Regions from separate parts of the Mus musculus genome. Here regions 2 and 3 are each linked to region 1. A link is a contact called in public HiChIP or PLAC-seq and promoter capture Hi-C data. All regions are on one chromosome and are shown on one strand. The core of a region is the stretch at or near the end of the contact, and the rest is flanking DNA. Distances in the headings are between cores, read along the strand shown. Region 1 holds the start of Notch4 (notch 4). Region 2 holds the start of 1110038B12Rik (RIKEN cDNA 1110038B12 gene). Region 3 holds the start of Slc44a4 (solute carrier family 44, member 4).

Region 1 (4,627 bases), core at 1,427-3,926:
CTTTAAGTCAAGATCTAATATCAGCATTATCTAAAGATGACTTCAAACTTCTCCTCTTTCTCCTTTTTTGACGCAGGGTCTCTCTACATAGCCCTGGCTGTTCTGGATCTTGCTCTGTAGACAACACTACTCTCTAACTCACAGAGATGCTCCTGCCTCTGCCTCCTGAATGCTGGGATTTACTACACCGCCCAGCCTGACTTTGAGCTGCTGATCCTCCTGCATCTACTTCTTGAGTATGGGCGTGTGTTCCAGCCTCTGCAGCTGAATAATGCACCATTGCATCAAATGCTGGCATCCATGCATGCTGGGCTAACACTCTGCCAGCTCAGCTACCACCTCCAGCCCTGCTTTCTACTCTTTTGTTTCTCTCCTTCCATGGTATTGTGTGGATCCCACAATTGAACTCAGGTTGCCAGGGTTGGAAGCAGGTGCTACCTACGGAGCAGTCTTGCTGGCCCGACTGTCCCGTTCTTTACTTTTTTCCATTTTACAGATTTTTTTTACATGTTTACGAGTGTTTTGCATATGTCTGTATGTCTGTGCACCACATGTGTGCCCAACACCTGCAGTGGCCAGAAGGTATGTCTTTGAGGGAGTTTACAGATTGGGAAAATTGAAGTGGGGAAAGCTACTCTGAATGTGGGCAGCACTATTCCCGTATTGCTGTTCCGGACTTGCATAAAAAGCAAGCAAGCCGTGTACCAGCACTTATCTACGTCTGTGTGCTAGTTAGTTGTGTCTACCAATTTGCCACAACCCAGATCACCGGAGAAGAAAGCCTCAGTTGAGGAATTGCCTAGGTCAGGTTGCCCTGTGGGCTTGTCTTTGGGATCCTCTAGACTGATAATTGATGCAGAAGGGCTCAGCCCACTGTGGGCAGCACCATTCCCTATGCGTGGCATCATTCCCTAGGTGAGGGTCTCAAACTATGCATGGCAGGAGAACGCTAGATGAGACCAAGCAAGCAAGGGTGTTGCCGTTCTCTCTGCTCTTGACTGTAAATCTTGTATGATCTGGCAGCTTTGGGTTTCTGTTCAATATTAGGCTGTCACCTCTACCAGGACTTCCCTACCAGGATGCTGAACCCTCAGACCTTGAGCCTGGATAAAGCCTTCCTTCCTTCAGGCAGCTACTGCCATTGTGGGGAGTTGAGTCACAGCAACAAGAATGACTTACAGGCTCCTCCTGATTGTACTTACCTGTCCACCCAGGCTCGCAGGAGCACTGTGGGCGGCCTGAGGCCTGAACATAGCAGTGACCCCCGTTGGAACAGAAAGAAGGTGGACAGAGCTCTTCCAGATGGGTTTGGCATCGATCACCGGTGAAGCCAGAGGGGCAGGTGCAGGAGAAGTGAGGGGTCAGTGGAGAAGTAGGACTACGGGAGCTTGGGGGTGTGGGGAGCAGGGCTTGGCAGCTGCCACCATTCTTGCAGAGTTGGGTATCCCTGCAGGGGTCAGGAAACTGGCAAGTCTCACCCAGAAATCCAGGGGCACACCTAGGGGTAGAGGGACATTTCAGGCCAGTGATTCCCCCTCCTCCTCCCCGTCCTGTCTCCCCAGGTCCCGCTCCTATGATGCACACTCACTGGCAGATCCCTTGTCCCCGAGATAGCCTCAGGCAGGTGCCTCCGTTGGCACAGGGCTCTGGGGATCCTCCACACAGAAGCTCTGGAGAAGAGACTGGAAGATGAGATGGAGCCCAGGGTCCAAGGGTCTCCAGATGGCTTGCCCTTCCTCCACCAGGTCCTCCTTACAGGCCACTGACCAGCAGCTCAGCACTCCCCCACCCCATGTTACCCAGGTGCATGGTGCTCTATCATTCTCTCTCTCTCCTTCACACCCCAGTCCCAGTCTCCACAGGGTCCCCTTGTCCCAGCCTTGTCCCAGGCCTTCCATTCATAGCTTGTTATTCTTCCCACCCCTTTCCTGTTTATTCTCCAGTCTCCCAAGTTCAGCCCAGCTCCATCCCCCGGAAGCAGGGCAACAGGGCTTAGGAGGGAGCCAAGAGCGCTCCTGGGATGTGAATGGCTGAGACACCTAAGGGATTTCCTTCAGGAAAGGCCAGCAATGAGCCACTGGGGTTGGGGACATCTGGACAGAAAGGGAGCCGGTGGGCTCTTCTCTGTCTCCATCTCTTGCTTCTCACTCCTCTCTTCCCCATATCAGGCAGTCCATTTTTTCTCCTGTTTGTCTGTCTGTTCCTCTTACTTCAGAACCAGCTGGCTTCTCCCTGGGCATGGACACCCTCCTTCCCACCCAACAGCAGGCACCACCCCTAGCACCAGGCACAAACCTGGGTCTCCTGTAGCCCCGGAGTCAGTCAGCCCTCCCTGCAGGTTGTCCCCATTAGAGGGGACAGAATCTCCTCCCTCCAGTGTCCTTTCAGAGCCTGGGACTTGGCTTTCTTCCCTGACCTCACCAAGCATCTCCCCAAGAGAGATATGCCCCCACCCCCTCACCTCTGGTCAGGATGACAGGGAAATTGAGTGGCAAGAGCAGCAGCAGCAGCAACTGGGGCTGCATTCCAGAGCGCCTGCCCCTGGCCCGGATCTCCTCTCCCTCTTCAGGCAGGGACCCTCAGAGCCCTTGTGGCCAGGCAAGGCCACCTCCTCTGCCTCTACCGCCCTTCTTCCTCCTGAGCCTGCTGCACGCCTCAGTCTGAGCTGTTTCCTGAGTCACACAATGTCCTGGACACCCTACTGATGGGGGGTGGGGGGAGCGAGAGGTTGGTGTGTGTGTGAAGGAAGACAAGGGAGAGTAAGAGAGGGGCGTGGCTGGCCGGGAGGGGAGCTGGTTTGCTCTTAGGGCCCAGGGTGGGGGGTCAGCCAAATGGGGGAGTTCCTGTCATTTTAATGGTCAATACGGCTTCCTTTTCACAGGACTGGGAGTGGCAAGGGAATGCTACTGTGACCCAGGAAGGGCAGGTCTTAGACAGAGGTGTTGGGACAAGGGGAGGATTCTCAGTTTCTGGTGTGACACACCCTCTTTTCAAAGGAGCAGCAACGTGTCTTGAACTGAAACCGGTCACTTTGGCAAACCCAGGGGATCTTTAGACCTTTCCTTGGCTCTTTCTGGGGGTGTTAGTTTTTTTTTTTTTTTTTAAAGATTTATTTATTTATTTATTTATTTATTATATGTAAGTACACTGTAGCTGTCCTCAGACACTCCAGAAGAGAGAATCAGATCTTGTTACGGATGGTTGTGAGCCACCATGTGGTGGCTTGACCTTCGGAAGAGCAGTCGGGTGCTCTTACCCACTGAGCCATCTCACCAGCCCGGGGTGTTAGTTTTTTAAAAAGGTATTTTGAGACAAGATCTCACTGTGCGCAACATCCTGGCTGTGCGAATCGTCCTGGCTGGCCTGGAACCTGTGGGATCCTTCTGCAGCTGCCACCTGGGTGCTGAGGTTACAGGCACATGACTCCATGCCTGGCTTTTTCCTGGGGAGTGGACAGGACGCTGGGCCCTCCTCCGAGTGGAGACGGAACCCAGGCTTCCCGTGTTCTACACTGATACTTTACCACGAGTCTGGAGGCTTGGCCTTCCTTCAGAGAGGAATGTAAAATATTGTCATTACCAATAACAAAGGGACACTCTATTTCATCCACCTCTACCTCTCTCCTCCACAAAGGATGCTGGGGTACAGTCAAGATGTTAGTCAAGACATAAAATTTAAGTCATCTATAAAAAAAGACAACCATAAAGGGAATTCATTACCCCCAAAAGTTCATGCTACCTCCTTTTATCTTTATTAAAAGCAAGCAAGCAAACAAACAAACCCAACCAACCAACCAAATAAAAAACAAAAACACAAAAAAAACAAAAAAACCTCAACTTTGGACAAGGTCTCATTCTGTAGCCCAGGCTGGCCTGGAACTCACCAGGTAGTGGAGGCTAGCCTCAAACTCACGAGCATCCTGCCCCAGTCTCCTAAGTGCTGGGATTACAGTGTGTGCTATAATGCCCAGGGCTCACTCTCCCTGAGGACCCAGCACAGCTTTGGAGTCAGCCATTCTTGGAGCTCTGCAAGCTCTAGGTACGGCCCAGGGTGGAGGAGCTGTCTGCAGGAGCAGGTTGCTCAGCCTCGAGCAGTCCTGGAAGCTGCCTGCAGTAGGATCTGCCTGCTAGGAACACTGACAGTGTGCCCCCACCCCCACCAGGCTGGCCTTGAACTTGCTGTGTTGGTGAGGATGACCTTGAACTCCTGATGCTCCTGCTTCCATCTCCTAATTGCTAGGATTACTGCTGTGCACCGATGTCCCCTTTGTTTACACTGCATTGGAAATCAAACCCTGAGCTTCATGCACCCTGGGCCAGTCCTGGTTCACTGAGCCACTACACACACACACACACACACACACACACACACACACACATATGAATATATATATATTCATATATATGTGTGTGTATACATATATACTATTATATAATATATATATACTATATTATATATAATCATATAATATATATTATAATATATAATCATATTTAGCCTTATATTGGGAATTTAGTCAGCTATTTGGTTTTACAGATGGCTCTAAACTTTGAGACTGTCTGATGTTTGAGGTGTTTTGGGGGGATGTTTGGTATCAAACCTAGGGCCTCATATGTGATAAGCATGT
Region 2 (4,627 bases), core at 1,309-3,808, 390 kb before region 1:
CAGAGCTGCTTTCCTCAGAAACCTTTTGACCCCTGGCTCTTCCAGGGTTTTAGTGGGGCAATGCCAGCCTTTGAGAGCTGGGGAGGGTAGGTCAGGGGAGACTGCTTGCCTAGTATATGCATGAGGCACTCAATTCAATCTCCAGCTCCATGGAGAATCAATCGATTTGCTGGGCAAGGTGTAAACTGCATGCAATTCTAACATGTCCAAACAGAAACTTTAAGGCCACCCTAGGGTAAAGATGTCTTCAGTAGTTTTTCAGTCCCTCTTGAGGTGGGCTGTCGTCGAGTCGCGGCGAGGCCGGCACACCGCAGCCATGACAGAGACTGATGTGACTCCGAAGGCCTATCCCCTCGCAGATGCCCACCTCACCAAGAAGCTGCTGGGCCTTGTTCAACAGTCATGTAACTACAAGCAGCTTCGGAAAGGAGCCAATGAAGCCACCAAAACCCCCAACAGAGGCATCTCTGAGTTCACTGTGATGGCAGCAGACGCTGAGCCCTTGGGGATCATCCTGCACCTCCCTCTGCTGTGAGAAGACAAGAATGTCCCCTATGTATTTGTGCGCTCCAAGCAGGCTTTAGGACGGGGCGTGTGGCATCTCCAGGCCAGTCATCGCCTGTTCTGTTACCATCAAAGAAGGCTCTCAACTAAAGCAGCAGATCCAGTCCATTCAGCAGTCTATTGAAAGGCTCTTGGTGTAGGCCGTGGCCTCTGCCCTTTCCTGTCTACTGCCACCCTGTTTGTGTATCATATTGTCTGTTAGCATGTACTACTTTCAACCAGTTACTATTATATTGTACTACATCTGCGTTTAAAAAAAAAAAAAAGAAGTCTTCAGTAATAGTTTAATAGAGGCCAAGGCAATTATGCTCATTAGAGAAGCAGTTAATTCGTAAGCCATTTTACACTGTTAGAGGTCATTTCTGGCTAACGTGCACTCAGTTTGGAACTGAAGAGTCTCTTCCTATAACCCTCCCAGGTGGAACTTGGGCCTAGGAACTGAGAGACTTATCGAACACATAATTACTATAGGATTCTTTTATTTGTTTTTGTTTTTGTTTGTTTTTTGTTTTGTTTTGTTTTTTGAGACAGGGTTTCTCTGTGTAGCCCTGGCTGTCCTGGAACTAACTCTGTAGACCAGGCTGGCCTTGAACTCAGAAATCTGCCTGCCTCTGCCTCCCAAGTACTGGGATTAAAGGCATGTGCCACCACTGCCCGGCTACTATAGGATTCTTAGATTTTAAATTTTAGTTATGTTCTGAGGCACTATCTCATCACTGCGTAGCCCAGGCTGGCCTTGAACTCAAAGAGATCTACCTGCCCCTGCCTCTCAAGTGCTAGGATTAAAGTTGTGCACCACTGCTTCTGGCTAAAATGTATTTTAAAATGAAGATAGAGAAGCGTATAGTGCCTTGCACATGTAATTTCAGCATTTAGGAAAAGGAAGTAGGAATGTTGACCGTCATGGTACAGAATTGCTGTCTCAAAAAAAAAAAAAAAGACAAAGGGGCTGGAGCAGTGGCTCAGTGGTCAGGAGCACTTACTGATCTTTCTAAGGACCTGGCTTCAGTTCCCAGCACCTATCACCAGGTGGCTTACAACTTCCTCTAACACACATAGACACAAATACAATCAATCTAAAAATATTTCTTAAAAGCTGGCCAGTGGTGTTGTATGCCTTTAATCCCAGCACTCAGGGCAGAGGCAAGTAGATATCTGTGAGTTCGAGGCCAGCCTAGTCTACAGAGCAAGTTCCAGGACAGTCAGGGTTACACAGAGAAACCCGGTCTTGAAACCGACCCCCCCCCCCTCTCTCTCTCTCTCTCTCTCTCTCTCTCTCAACATAGTAGTGTGTCACGCCTGTAATTGTAGGCATGGTTGGAACCCATCTTAGACTATGAGCCAGATGTGTGTTTGTGTGTGTGTGGCTTTTATCCCCCTTTAAATAAAAATGTTGGGGCTGGTGAGATGGCTCACCAGTTAAGAGCACTGGTTGCTTTTCCTGAAGTCCTGAGTTCAATTCCCAGCAACCAAATGCTCGTGACCATGTATAAGGGAATCTGATGCCCTCTTCTGGCACGCACGTGTACATGCAGCAGAGCACTCAGTAATCTTTTTTTTTTCTTTTTTTTTTCTTTTTAACGGAGAGCAGAAGCTGAGGTGCAAATTCAGATTTTTCTGCTAGGTGTAGGCAATATGAGTCCTCCTGGGTAGACTGGATCCAAACATGAGTACAGAATCCGCAAAGCCATAAGCCTAAAGGAGACCAAAGAGCTGACCTATCCTGTAGGAGCTCCAGGGTCTTTACCCAATCTTGGCCGATTAGGCTGCCTGTTTCTTTCTTTCTTTTTTTTTTTTCTTTCCTTTGGATTGGTAGTTTATCAAATTGTCGTCATATACATGATTCTCTACTTAGGACAGTAAGAAACATGATTCCTCTTTGTTCCCTTCGCATTTGTCAGCGCGATCAAGTCAGGCATATGAGAAGACGACTATGTCCGTCAGGACCCCCGGGCCAGGCGTGGGTATAAATGGCCGAGGCGGGCGGCACACGGGTCTCTTTGTGCACCCGCCCACACGGTTTGCCGTGTTTTCACCCTTCTTTGTTCTCCACCGGTCTGGGCAGGGTCTGAGGACTCCGGAGAGCAAGGCATGGGTCCGCCTCGTGCCGCAGGTATCCTGGGGTCCTGTGGGGAGGGCTCTGCGGTGTGGGGCCGGGTATGATGACCCACATTTACAGACTAGAGTTTCTGATGTCCACGTGACGCCACTCCTTGTAACTGACCCAGGCCGGGGTGGGGGCTGCAGGCCGGGGTCTCTACGACCTGTGCTCATTCAATGATCTCTTCCAGGTTCCTGGCCCACGCCAGCCGTACCCAGTAGCACAATGGTAAGCGCATGCTGGCGAGAGGTAGGCGGTGTGAGGAGGGGCTGGTTTCGGGGAGAGGACAGTAATGATGATTTCTGGTGATTCTGAGTGTCTCGCTGACGCCATCACCGCAGCGCGCTGACCGTCCCCGGGTCCAAAATCGGCAGTGGCGTGGGTTTTGAGTGGCCTAGAGTTCTGAGTAATTTACCTCTGTGTCTTGCTTTCTGGTAGGGATTTGAGGACACACGCCAGCTGCCTACACCTGAAGAAAGGTTAGTCTTAGGTTTCACTGGCATGCTTGTCTCTTGGCTTGACTTTTTGGAAGGGGTGGATTCGAGACAGGGTTTCTCCATGTAGCCCTGATCTCAGATCCGCCTGCCTCTACTCTCTGGAATTAAATGCATACAGCACCACCGACTGGCCCTTGTTTTGTTCTTAATATCCTGCCTGCATTAGCCAGTCTCCAAGCAAGCTACCACCCAGCCATCTTTTTGTTTTTAGATCTTAACTAATCTCCCTAACTCTAAATCTATGGTGGATCCAGGAGCTGCCTTGATTATTTCTTGTGCCTTTAAGTTCTGTATGCTAGTCCACGGCAGTGGGTCTCAGCCTTCCTGAGGGCCTTTAATGCAGTTCCTCGGGCTGTGATGTTCCTAACCATCGGTTTTATTTTCCTTGTATCTTCATAACTAAAGTTTGCTATTGTGATAACACAGGCTGTCCTGTCTGGGACCCCTATGTAAGGGTTCCTTGGTGACACAGGTTGAGAGCCACTGTTTTAGACTATGCTTTTGGGTATTTAGACGGGCTCTCAATTCAGGATGGCCTTAGTCCTGGCTCCAACCACCTTTTTTTTTTTTTTTTTAAGATTTAGATGTTTGTGAGTACACTATTGCTGTCTTCAGACACACCAGAAGAGGGCGTCAGATCCCATTACACATGGTTATGAGCCATCTCTCCGGCCCATGCCACCTTTTTTCGTTAAAGGTTTTAGCAGTTAAATTTCAGTCCCCAGGAGTTTTGGCTTTATATAGCTCTGCAACAGTCCGAAGCCTAACTACACACACTGGCTACCGCATCCTGTGTCTATCGGATTGACATTCCCTGGGTGGTACCCTAGGTTCTGGTCTCCCTCAATTGAGAGTGATGATTTCACAGACTAGAGTCTCTGACGCTGTCCTTGATGTCAGCTATAAATCTGACTCATTTGGGGAACCTCTTGAGATTGAGCCCAGTGTGCCAACACTGGCTCTGGTGAGGAACATACCCTGCTCTCCTGTTTCTCATTGTGCCCATCTTAACTCTCCAGGGTGAGCTCTGAGGACTTCACAGGGGCCCCATCCCCTCACCTAGATGAGGGCTAACCTTGGAATCCAGACAAAGGTGGAAGTGACCTAGATGTGACCTGAATGAGCTAATCATCTAATGAGAGCCAGCCCTTTGTCCTGCCCACATGAAGGTGGGTGGTTAGCTCACTTTTCAGGGTAATAAAGCAGTAAAGGCGGGGTGGAGGGGTTGTTGAAGGCTTTGTATGATGTCACTAGGGCCTGTAAAGTTAGCACAATGAACCCGCTGTGCAGATTGTAAAGCTGACCTTGTTGGAATATCCTGGTTTTAGAAACACATAAATCAGCTTTGTGTTTGCTGTTCCCCTGCTGAAAATGTTCTTCTGAATTTTCAGGGCTTTGCTGCTACGCACTGACAAGTTGGACGGCTTTTTATTGCTTTGTTGCCAGTTATCTGAACATGAGAGGC
Region 3 (4,627 bases), core at 1,526-4,025, 350 kb before region 1:
GGTTAGTGTTTAGAGGATTGGAGAATGCTAGAAAGATCGGCATTCTTTTTGTTGTTGTTGTTTAGTTTAGTTCAGATTTTTGTTTTTCCAGATAAGGTTTCTCTGTGTAACCCTGGCTGTCCTGGAACTCACTCTATAGACCAGAACTCACTCTGGCCTTGAACTCAGATCCATCTGCCTTTGCCTGGAATTAAAGTGCTGGGATTGAAGATGCCCACCACTACTGTCTGGCAAGATAGACATTCTTTATCTACTTTAAGAAACCTCTTTTTAGGATGAGAATTCTTCTGCTGAAATATTGCACAGATAATAACAAACATACATACATACATAGAGAGAGAGAGAGAGAGAGATCATGTGCAGTTGCTTCTTTTCCTCACATATACACACACCTGAGTAGCTAGCACCCAAGTCCAGAAGTAGAGTGACCCAGTACCCCGAGTCCCCTCAAGTCCTTCTAGACAACACAGATGCCTCAGGGGACCAGGTTCTTGCATTAAACCAAATCCTCCCCACATCTCTCGGGGCCACTGCCCGTAGCTCACCTGTTTTTGATGGGGCCTCGAAAGGAGGGGTCATATTTGGCCGAATTCCCTGGAGGGGGGAGTAGAGAATAAGGCATTGAGGGTCTCTTCCCCCACATCCAGTCGCTCTCAGACACTCAATGGTCCCAGGCGCCTGTCTAGCTCACTAACAGGACTGGACCTGGATTAGCAGTATCCTGGTCAGAGAGCAGCCCCATGGTTGCCAGCTTGTGACTGCTACTGGGCAACAGCTGGGAGGTGGGGCCTTTATTTTTGGCAATCTTAGATATCAAATCTATGGTTTCTTACATGGGAGGCAAGTGCTCTGCCACTAAACTGTAACCACAGCCAACTATTTTATTTATTTATTTACTTTTTTTTTTTTTTTTTGGAGACAGGGTTTCTTTGTAAAGTTTTAGCTTCTTGGAACTATCTCTGTAGCCCAGGCTGGCCTTGAACTCACAGAGATCTGCCTGGCTCTGTCTCCCAGGTGTTGGGATTAAAGGCATGTGTCTCCAGGCCGCAGCCATTTGTTTTAAATTTTACTTTGTATTTCAGACAAGATCTTGCTGAGTTCTCCAAGCTGGACTTAAACTTGCTTCAGCCTCCTGACTGGTTTTTAGAATAAGCTTCTGAAAGTGGTTCTTAAAGGGACTCAAGGCTTCTGAGTAGTGTGTAACCCAGGTTCTGGGACTCCCTCTTAGTGGCTCGCAGACCCCAGTCCTATCTCTGTCCTCCAGCCTGTTCCAAGTCATCTCTGGACTATCCAGTCTGGGAGCCCCTCAGGGGACCATCATCACTTATCTCAGCCCTCTGGCCCAAGGATATGACAAAGAAAGGATAGTAAAGCTATGAAACCCTGCAGGGCAATGGGAGCTCCGAAGACCGCCCCACCACCACCACCCCACTCCGGCTACCGCACGGCTCTGGGTGGCCAGCCAGATTGACACCTGAGCCGGCTGCTGTGGTTGTGGCCTTGTGGCCACGTCCTGTTCCTGGTCCTCCTTGAGTACACAGGGGAGGGGGCGGGGCAGGGCGGGGCCAGGCTGCCAGGGTCCTGGTGGGCACTGAGGGACAGCTGAGGGGTGGGCTAGCCTGGGGCAGGTATCTTCTTTTGTGGGCATTTTGGACTCTGTCCCACCCGGGCTCACAGACACAGGGTCAATGATTGACCCAAGGCTGTTCCAGGAAGTTTTCTGTGCTCTGGCTATTACTCGGTCTTCTAGGGGACACCAGCCCCACCTAGAGGAGGCCCAACCCTCAGCCCTCTCTCTTCCCCGTCCAGTCTCAGGATCTGGGGGAAAGATTTCCAGCCCTTTACTTCAGCAGTTCTGGAAACAGGCCTCCCCTGTTTCCCCTCAGACCTCCCCTTCCACACAGCCCTGGCCCCGATTACTTAAAGTGCTCTAGATACACCAACATACACACTTCTTCCCAACTGAAACCTGAAGGCAGGTGTCAGTTGTCTCTCCACCTTAGGCCCCACTCCTCACAGGGGTCCTTGCAGGCAGACCCTAGCATCTCGGGGTCCCACCCCAAATTCTCACAAGAATTCCTTTAGTCCACGGTACCTGCCCCCCCCCCTCTGGGACTCTAGCATGCAGACCCCAGCAGCTCAGGGTCCCAGGCCCTCCATTTCACAGGAATCCTAGCAGGCTGACTGCAGAAGTTTGGGGTTCCAGCCCCCTACTCCTCAAAGGACTTTATTAGTTCAGAGGCCCATCTCCCCAACTCTTCACACAGATCCCAACAGGAGTCTCAGCTCCTGCCTCTTCACAGGGTGTGGGTTGACAGACACCCCCCCCCCCAGCAACCACAGCGCAGGACACTGCTGGACTCTAAGTCCAGAGCATCGGGACCCTAACCTGCCTCCTAACCACACAGGCTTTGTTTGCTAGGGCTCTGCCCTCAGGGACCTACAGCCCAGGCCTGACCTCCCCACTCCGCTGGCCACACAGGGACGCCAGCCCCAACTCCTGCTCATCCAGGTTCCATTTAGTATGCAAGATCTTTCTGGCGGCTCAGACCATCCTTCCAGGACCTGATTCTGTCTCTTTTCCTTGACTCCTGTTTTCCTGTAGCCGCTCCTCAGAGACCCAGGACTCCAGTTCCTCTGTCAGGATCCAACCTCAGCTGCCATGGCTGCAGAGCCCGGCCACCTCTCTCCAGAGCCCGGGCCTCTGCCCCTAGCCTTACCGTGAGCCTCGTTCTCATTCTGCTTTCTCCCCATGGCTCAGTCTCCGGAGTGATTGGAGCCACGGAGACCTAGCCGCTCACCTGCCGCCCGCCCCGCCCTCCCTCCCAGACGTCACAGCCCCGCCCCTGCCTGTGGTCCTCTACAGTTCCTTTTTCAGATCTCAACTCTTGACCAGCCCAGGGGTACCAGGGCTCAGAACTGGGTCCCAGGAGCTGCTTACCGGGTCTGCTACGGACCGCAGCAGGAAGAAACCGGAGCACTTTGATAAGGAAACACTGCATAATTGTTTAGAGTACTTCAACTGTGGCACACCCAAACCTCTAGGTTGTGATTTGCTTTTCCTTAAACCCCTGTGGCCAGTGGGTGCCCCACAGCTGTTCTCTTCCACCCCACAGCCACAGCTTGCTTCCTACCCAACTGTCCCCTCAGCCCCATAGTCCTCATCGTCCTGAAACAATCACCAGACAGTTTATTACCAAACCCAACATTTATTGAGAACACAGAAAATCAGCTGGCAGAGGCCCAACTTCAATCAGCTAACTGAGGCCAGGCTCAGTGGGGAAGGCCAGCCCTGAAGTCACTTGCACTCCCAGTGAGAAACCAGCTCTGGGAGAGGGGCCATCGACCTTCCAGGCCTTACTGGGGTCTCTGATGGAGAAATGTCTGAAGGGCAGTGCCCGGCCTGGATTTTAAGAGTCCTCAGGTGTTGATGGGGGGCAGGGAGCTGAGGTCAGGGAGCAGCTCCGGGTGGGGGTCCAGCCGGGCCAGGCGGCTCTGCTCCAGGGCGATGGCCTCCGCTGAATGCTTGCACTTCTCAGAGCCACACTGGCAGGTGAAATACTTGCTCTTGATGTCCCAGAATCGGTCACCGTAGTCAAAGCTGGCAGAGGAAACACAGGAGCTCTTGGCCCTTGGATCTAGACACTTCAAACCCATCTCATAGAGCCCAGGAGCCCTCTTGAGGGATCCACCTTCTTCCACCCAACCACTCCTGCAGATGGACTCCAGGTCCTTGTTGGCTCTGTTGACTCACACTCCCAGAGAACTGTCATAAATGCAGGCTTCTAGCCTTCCTGCCTTGTGACCAGACTCTCCCGAGGCTCTGCGGGAAGTGGGATGCAGCCTGCCCAGGGCCTAGTATACTCAACCATCCAGCCAACCCACACTAGCCCCCATCCCCCTTCTTGTTTTTTGCTTAAGATAGGGTCTCTCTACATAGGCCTGGCTGTCCTGAACTCTGTAGTTAGCCCAGGCTGGCCTTGAATTTGTAGGTACTTCTGCTTCAAGCTCTTTCAAACACTAGCATGACAGGCATGTGATACCAGGGCAACCTGGACTTCTCTTGTTTTGTTTTGACACAGGGTCTCACTCTGTAGCCCAGACTCTTTGTGATCCTCCTGCCTCAGCCTCCTGAGTGCTGTGATCATGAATGTATGTTCCTACTCCTGCCTTACACAGTTTTAACAAGCCTTCCAAGGGACACCTAAGAACACCAAAGGAAGCCGGGTATGGTAGCACACACCTTTAATCCCAGCACTTGGGAGGCAGAGGCAGGCAGATTTCTGAGTTCGAGGCCAGCCTGGTCTACAGAGTGAGTTCCAGGACAGCCAGGACTACACAGAGAAACCCTGTCCCGAAAAACCGGGAAAAAAAAAAAAAAAAAAAAAAGAACACCAAAGGCTGGTCAGTGCCCTCAGGCTGGCTCCTCACCCCAGCTCCTCCCCAGTCCGGATGTCCCTGGAGCTGAAGAAGGCAATGCGTGGGAACCGTAGATCTTGGTGCAGCATGAAAACCCGGACAGGGATGATGTTGGGGTCACACAGGTGGTTAATGAATCGGCTGATGTTGCCATAGTAACGGGCATCAATGCAGTAAACCTCGCCATCCTGGGGGTGGAGACACAGTG

The links. HiChIP or PLAC-seq counts read pairs in DNA pulled down with a chosen protein or histone mark. Capture Hi-C pulls out chosen DNA fragments and counts their contacts.
Region 2: an H3K4me3 HiChIP or PLAC-seq map of embryonic stem cells shows a contact between it and region 1, with 2.9 times the contacts expected there. The contact joins the promoter of 1110038B12Rik here to the promoter of Notch4 in region 1. A contact is called at or near these places in 1 of 484 Hi-C or Micro-C datasets (embryonic stem cells) and 3 of 115 datasets of contacts at active chromatin or transcription factors (embryonic stem cells, pancreatic cancer cells and stem cell-derived neural progenitor cells).
Region 3: a promoter capture Hi-C map of pancreatic islet shows a contact between it and region 1. The contact joins the promoter of Slc44a4 here to the promoter of Notch4 in region 1. A contact is called at or near these places in 3 of 39 promoter capture datasets (cranial neural crest, frontonasal cranial neural crest and hippocampal neurons), 2 of 115 datasets of contacts at active chromatin or transcription factors (bone marrow-derived macrophages and pancreatic cancer cells) and 2 of 9 other capture datasets (embryonic stem cells and pancreatic islet).

Annotation. Positions count from the first base shown.
Region 1 is chr17:34,562,344-34,566,970 of GRCm38.p6, reverse strand. Notch4 (notch 4) reads right to left here and starts at 2,676. Exons shown (of 30, transcript NM_010929.2): 1 at 2,462-2,676; 2 at 1,589-1,670; 3 at 1,203-1,498. The coding sequence starts at 2,525.
Region 2 is chr17:34,950,402-34,955,028 of GRCm38.p6, reverse strand. 1110038B12Rik (RIKEN cDNA 1110038B12 gene) reads left to right here and starts at 2,558. Exons shown (of 4, transcript NR_015536.1): 1 at 2,558-2,677; 2 at 2,856-2,893; 3 at 3,104-3,144; 4 at 4,554-4,627. LOC115488834 (a small nucleolar RNA gene) reads left to right here and starts at 2,954; the gene lies at 2,954-3,016. Snord52 (small nucleolar RNA, C/D box 52) reads left to right here and starts at 4,021; the gene lies at 4,021-4,079. It also overlaps the pseudogene Gm8696.
Region 3 is chr17:34,912,614-34,917,240 of GRCm38.p6, reverse strand. Slc44a4 (solute carrier family 44, member 4) reads right to left here and starts at 2,775. Exons shown (of 21, transcript NM_023557.3): 1 at 2,721-2,775; 2 at 546-594. The coding sequence starts at 2,754. Ehmt2 (euchromatic histone lysine N-methyltransferase 2) reads right to left here. Exons shown (of 27, transcript NM_145830.3): 26 at 4,432-4,607; 27 at 3,168-3,601. The coding sequence ends at 3,421.